Regions from separate parts of the Sus scrofa genome. Here region 2 is linked to region 1. The links are chromatin contacts, called in public Hi-C maps. All regions are on one chromosome and are shown on one strand. Each heading gives the region's core, a stretch centred on a gene start, on an enhancer-like site or on the middle of the called end of the contact. The rest is flanking DNA. Distances are from core to core; before and after follow the strand shown. Region 1 holds the start of ZC3H7A (zinc finger CCCH domain-containing protein 7A). Region 2 overlaps LOC106509692 (a long non-coding RNA gene).

The links. Hi-C and Micro-C count contacts between places; a contact is called where the count stands out from the background.
Region 2: a contact with region 1 is called in a Hi-C map of liver, with 3 times the contacts expected there. The contact joins the enhancer-like site here to the promoter of ZC3H7A in region 1. A contact is called at or near these places in 2 of 5 promoter capture datasets (fetal liver and liver), 16 of 47 Hi-C or Micro-C datasets (alveolar macrophages, blood, embryonic fibroblasts and 9 more) and 2 of 2 datasets of contacts at active chromatin or transcription factors (alveolar macrophages and skeletal muscle).

What each region holds. Positions count from the first base shown.
Region 1 is chr3:31,331,217-31,333,926 of Sscrofa11.1, forward strand. It overlaps ZC3H7A (zinc finger CCCH domain-containing protein 7A), which reads left to right and starts at 1,270. Exons shown (of 23, transcript XM_021086593.1): 1 at 1,270-1,414.
Region 2 is chr3:31,461,141-31,463,840 of Sscrofa11.1, forward strand. The region is part of intron 1 of LOC106509692 (a long non-coding RNA gene); the gene reads left to right. Among named protein-coding and RNA genes, the nearest start is that of SNN, 7.1 kb to the left of the region's middle. Within about 2 kb of position 1,306, at least 5 of the 83 cell types and tissues checked have an H3K27ac peak or open chromatin away from gene starts, as enhancers often do. A contact at or near this core is called in liver, where this site is marked.

The DNA of each region.
Region 1 (2,710 bases), core at 20-2,519:
GAAAAAGAATGCGTGTTATGTAGATGTGGGTGTGCCTGTGTGGATATATGAGTCACTTAGCTGTACAGCAGAAATTAACACATTACCATAATTCAATTAAAAAAAAAAAAAAAGCCTCCAAACCTGCCATATTTTGTTACAGCAGCCTGAGCTAATGAATACATCTGGTTTGTAAATCTACTCAGACCACTGTCAGAGTCACCGGGCTAGTTTCTCCCTTTTTCTCACCCCTCCTATGGCTCAGTCTCTGCACAGTAGCCAGAGAGCTTTTCTCAGGTGCAAATCACATCCTGTCACTCCCAAATCAGACCCATTAGTGCCACACAGAATAAACTCCAAAGTCCCCCATCACCCGCCCACCCTCCCTCCCTGCCACCAGCCAAAGAGGACTCTCCTGTTCAAGCTCCAGCCTCAAGGCCTTTGCACTCGCCCTTCCCTCTGCCTGGAGAACATTCTCCATCTCCCTGGCCATCACCTTCTCAGAACCTTCCCAGAGTCATCCCTCTACCGTAAGTGAAGCCCGCCCATCACGGTCTCATTCCCCTGCTGTAATCTCGGTTTACACCGTCGGAAATGGTCTCCTTCGCGTCTCGGAGGGTCCCCACCGCTACTCCCCATCCCGCTATGGGACAGAGACCCTGCCTTGCCCACTGCTGAGCCCTAGAGCACAGTGGGCTGTTGAAAATACAGGTGGATGAGGTGGCATTTGGGCGGAGACCTGAAAGGCAGGGAGCCAGGCCCGCTCAGGGTCCAACCCAGAGCTGCTCCTGAGCTCTGCCCCCCTTCCTCTGCTGTAGGGGTGTAGGAATGGGGACAACGATGCTTGTTCTGAGGCTCCGAAGGGTTACAATTGGCAAAGTACGAAACACCGGCTTAGGATTTGCTAAATAAAGTGTCTCCGGGGAGGCCTCCCCATACCCGAAACTAGGTCAGCTCCCTGGTAGACGCTGTTCTAACTCCCTGCTCTTCGGCTCCAGGGCCGCTGCCCAGAAAAAACACCCACGGCGCATGTGAATTGCACGTCCACCCAGAATTAGTTCTCAGCACCGGCGCGTCCGAGCATCCCTTGGCCCTACTCGCTCCCTCCCGCGGTCCCAGCCCGCTGCGGACCGCGCTCCCGCTCGGGAGGCGGCCCCGGAACCCACGGCGGAGGATCTCTGCAGCCCGGCCCGACGTGGCGTCGCCGCCGCCACCGCCCCCGGCGCCGACGCTCGCGGTCGCAGCCAATGGCCGCGTCTCCCGGGCGGCGGGCGCGGCCTCCGGCCACTAGAGGGCGCCGCGCGGGCGCAGCGGAGCCGCCGCCGCCGCCGGTCGCGGAGGGAAGGTGAGAGCGAGCGCCCAGGCCGCTGCCGCCGCCGCCGCCGCCCGCTCACCGCGCGCTGCTGTCCGTCCCCCGGCGCGGCCGTCCCCGCAGGTAGGTGGGTCCCGCCGGGCCCCGCCGCCCTCCCGGCCCGCGCGCCGCCCCTCCCCCGCCGGCGCCCCCGCCCGGCGCGCCCCCGCCGCCGCCTCGTGCTCGCGCGCGCCGGTAACGGACGCCGGGCGGGGGAGGGGCGGCGCGCAAGGCCGCCCCGCGGCAGCCGAGGGGGCGGAGGGCTCGGCCACAAAGGGCGCGCGGCCCCTGCGGAGGGGCGGTCCGAGCGCGCGCCGCCGCGGGGCTCCGCGGGCGGGCGGGTCCTTGTCCCCTCCCTCCGATGGGGGCGGCGGGGGTCTCACCCTGGGGGCGCGTGTCCCCCTAGCGGGGCGTAGAGGGCTCCCGCTCCCTCCATCCCATGCTTGCGTGCATTTCCGTTGGCAAAATACCTCCTCTCTGGTTATTTAACTAAAAAAAAAAAAAAGGATTTTTTTGTTTTCATTATTTCTCTCTGTTTCTGTGATCGGGGACCCCTAATTCAGTACCGTAGGTTTGGGGGCGGGAAGGATGAGCCCGGTGCGCTTGGCTCGTTTATTTCGGGCTGTTCCCCCCCCCCCTTTTTTTTTGCGCGGGGCGCACGTCTAGGACGCGCGGCGAATTGTTTCCTATCTTTTTTGTGGATCTGGAGACGGCCAGGCTTTAGGTTTCTTTCCCCACCCTTAAAGAATGAGGACCTGTCAGTTCCCATTAGCGTGAATTTCCTGTTGGGGACGGTCATTGCCGGGGTGTGGTCCAGCTGGAAAGCTCCGGCTGGTCCCCGAGAGGTCGCGCCTGCACCCTGATTGGGTGAATTTATCGGGAGTTGAGTATTTTCCCTGTCCCCCGGAATGTAGGCATGAAAGAAGGTGCCGTGTTTGGTATTTAAGGACCGAGGGTCTGCCCAGACTCGAGGTGCCCTGCCCGGGAAGGTGGCCACTGGCCGCAAGGAGCTGTTGAACACTTGGAATGTGGCTAGACGGAGTTGAGATGTGCTCCCAGTGAAAAAGACACACCTGATTTTGAACGCTTAGTAAGGAAAAAAAGTAAAGATATCTCATTCATAATTCTTTCCAAGTTAAATAATAGCGGTTGAGATGATACTGTTTTGAACATAGTGGGTTGACTCAAATATATTATTGTCATTGGTTTCTTTTTACTTCTTTTTAACACAGTTACTTGAACATTGAAAATTAAATGTACGACTGGCATATTTCTGTTGGACAGCGTTCAGCTGGAGCATTGGAATGAGGGCAGGGGTAGTAGGAGCTTCTGCCATCTGTTTTCTCTTTGCCTGCTTCTCTGATGGCATGTGGCCTCCTC
Region 2 (2,700 bases), core at 56-2,555, 130 kb after region 1:
CTCTTCCCCATAAAAGTGATAAGCGTACAGTATTTGTCTTCCTCTGTCTGGCTTATTTCACTTAACATATAGTGGAATAACATTATATTATATTTCCATCGATATTTCTAGGTATCTCTCTATATATATTTCTGCCACATTTACTTTATCATTTATTTAGGGCATTCCATATCTTGGCTCTCATGGGTGATGCTGCCAGAAACATGAGAATGCTGATGTCTTTCTTGTCAAGATTTCATTTCCTTTGCATATACACCCAGGAGTGAGATTTCTGGATCGTAATGCTAGTTCTATTTTTAATTCTTGGAGGACCCTCCATCCTGTTTTCATAGTGGCTGCTCCAATGTACATCCCACCGAAATACACAAGGATCCCCTTTTCTCCACGTTCTCACCAACGCTTGTCTCGTCTTTTTGATGATATCCATCTTAATGGATGTGAGGTGGTGTCTGGGGTTTTAATTTGCATTTCCCCGATGATTAGCAATGTTGAGTACTTCTTCAGGTACCTGCTGGCCATTCAAATGTCTTCTTTGGAAAAATGTCTATTCAAGTCCTTTGCCCTTTTCTTTTTTTTTTTTTTTTTTTGTCTTTTTGCTATTTCTTTGGGCCGCTCCCGCGGCATATGGAGGTTCCCAGGCTAGGGGTTGAATCGGAGCTGTAGCCACTGGCCCATGCCAGAGCCACAGCAACGCGGGATCCGAGCCGCGTCTGCAACCTACACCACAGCTCACGGCAACACCGGATCATTAACCCACTGAGCAAGGGCAGGGACCGAACCCGCAACCTCATGGTTCCTAGTCGGATTCGTTAACCACTGCGCCACGACGGGAACTCCCCTTTGCCCTTTTCTTTGTTGTTGTTGGCGGCATCCAGGGCATATGTAAGTTCCGGGTTCAGGGATCAAACCCTTGCCACTGCAGTAGCCAGAGCCACTGCAGTAACAACTCCAGACCCTTAACCACTGAGCCACAAGGGAACTCCTATTTATTCTTTTTTCCTTTTTTGCTACTGAGTTGTGTGAGTTCTTTATATATTTTAGGGTACTAACCCACCTTACCAGATATCTGGTTTGCAAGTATTTTCTCCCATTTTGTAAAGGCCCTTCTCATTTTGTGGGTTGTTCGCTTTGCTAAGCAGAAGCTCTTTCGTTTGATGTTTGATGTAGTTTCACTTGTTTATTCTAGCTTCTGTTGCTTTTGGTGTTTTATCCAGGAAATCATTGCCAAGATCAATGTCAAAGAGCGTGATCCCTGTGTTTTCTTCTAGGTTTCAGGTTTGATCTATTTCGAGTTAATTTTTGCAAGTGGTGTAAGGCAGGGGTCCAGTTTCACCGTTGGGCAGGTGGTTGTCCAGTTCCCAGCTCTGTTTATTGGCGAGAATGTCCTTTCTCCATTGTGCAGTCTCGTCGCCCTATCAAAAATCAGGTGACTGTGTGTGTGTGGGTTTATGCCTAGGCTCTCTATTCTTTCTCACTCATCTCTGGGCCTGTTTTTATACCAGCATGTTTTACTATAGCTTTGCGATGTAGCTTGAAATCAGGAAGTGTGATTTCCACACTATGTTATTCTTTCTCAAGGTTGCTTTGAATACACAGGATCTTTTGTGGTTCCATACAAATTTGGGGGTAGTTTTTTTATTTCCATGCTGAAATTTTCGTTTCCTTTCTCAGCTGTACCCATGACATAGGGAAAATCCTGGGCCAGGGATTAAATCCGAGCTGCATCTACAGTTTGTTTATGCAACAGCTGCGGCAATGCCAGATCCTTAACCTGCTGTGCCACAGCTGGAACGCTCCTTCATCTATATTTTCTACTACATGTTCTGAAGCTTTGTTTTTGACATTTAAGTCCCTAATAGAGCATTGTTTCATCGTATTATGTTTACCTATAATTTCTACTAAAAATTTCTAAGTGTTTTTTCTTTTTAGGGCCGCAGGTGCAGCATATGGAGGTTCCCAGGGTAGGGGTGCAATCAGAGCTACAGCCGCCAGCCTGCGTCACAGCCACAGCAACACCAGATCCGAGCTTTGACCTACATCACAGCTCATGGCAACGCCAGATCCTTAACCCACTGGGCGAGGCCAGGGATCCAAGCCAGGTCCTCGCAGACACTCTTGGGTTCTGAACCTGCTGAGCCACAGCAGGAACTCCACCTCGGAATTCTTAAGAGTGACTCTTTAGGAGTTCCTGTCGTGGCGCAGCAGAAAGGAATCCAGCTAAGAGCCATGAGGTTATGGCTCATCCCTGGCCTCACTCATCGGGTTAAGGATCCGGCGTTGCTGTGAACTGTGGTGTAGGTCACAGATCCTGAGTTGTTGTGACTGTGGTGTAGACCGGCAGTTGTAGCTCCGATTCAGCCCCTAGCCTGGAACCTCCATATGCTGTGGGTACAGCCCAAAAAAAGAAAAAAAAAAAGAGTGACCCTCTAACAGATACAATGTAATGAAGAAATAAAAAATTAGGGACGGGATCCCTGTAATTCTCCAGTTGTCAACATGTGGTCTCCAGCATCGCCTGGGAGCTTGTTGGAAATGCATGTCCTCGGGCCCCCGGCCAGGCGGGCTGGATCAGGAACTCTGGAGGTGGAGCTGTGTTTCAGCAGCTCCTCCAGGCGAGTCTGGTGCACACATGAGTCTGAGACTCACTTTGATGACACAAGTTGCTGTGTTGAGCTGTTCCATTGGAGGGGCCCACGAGGC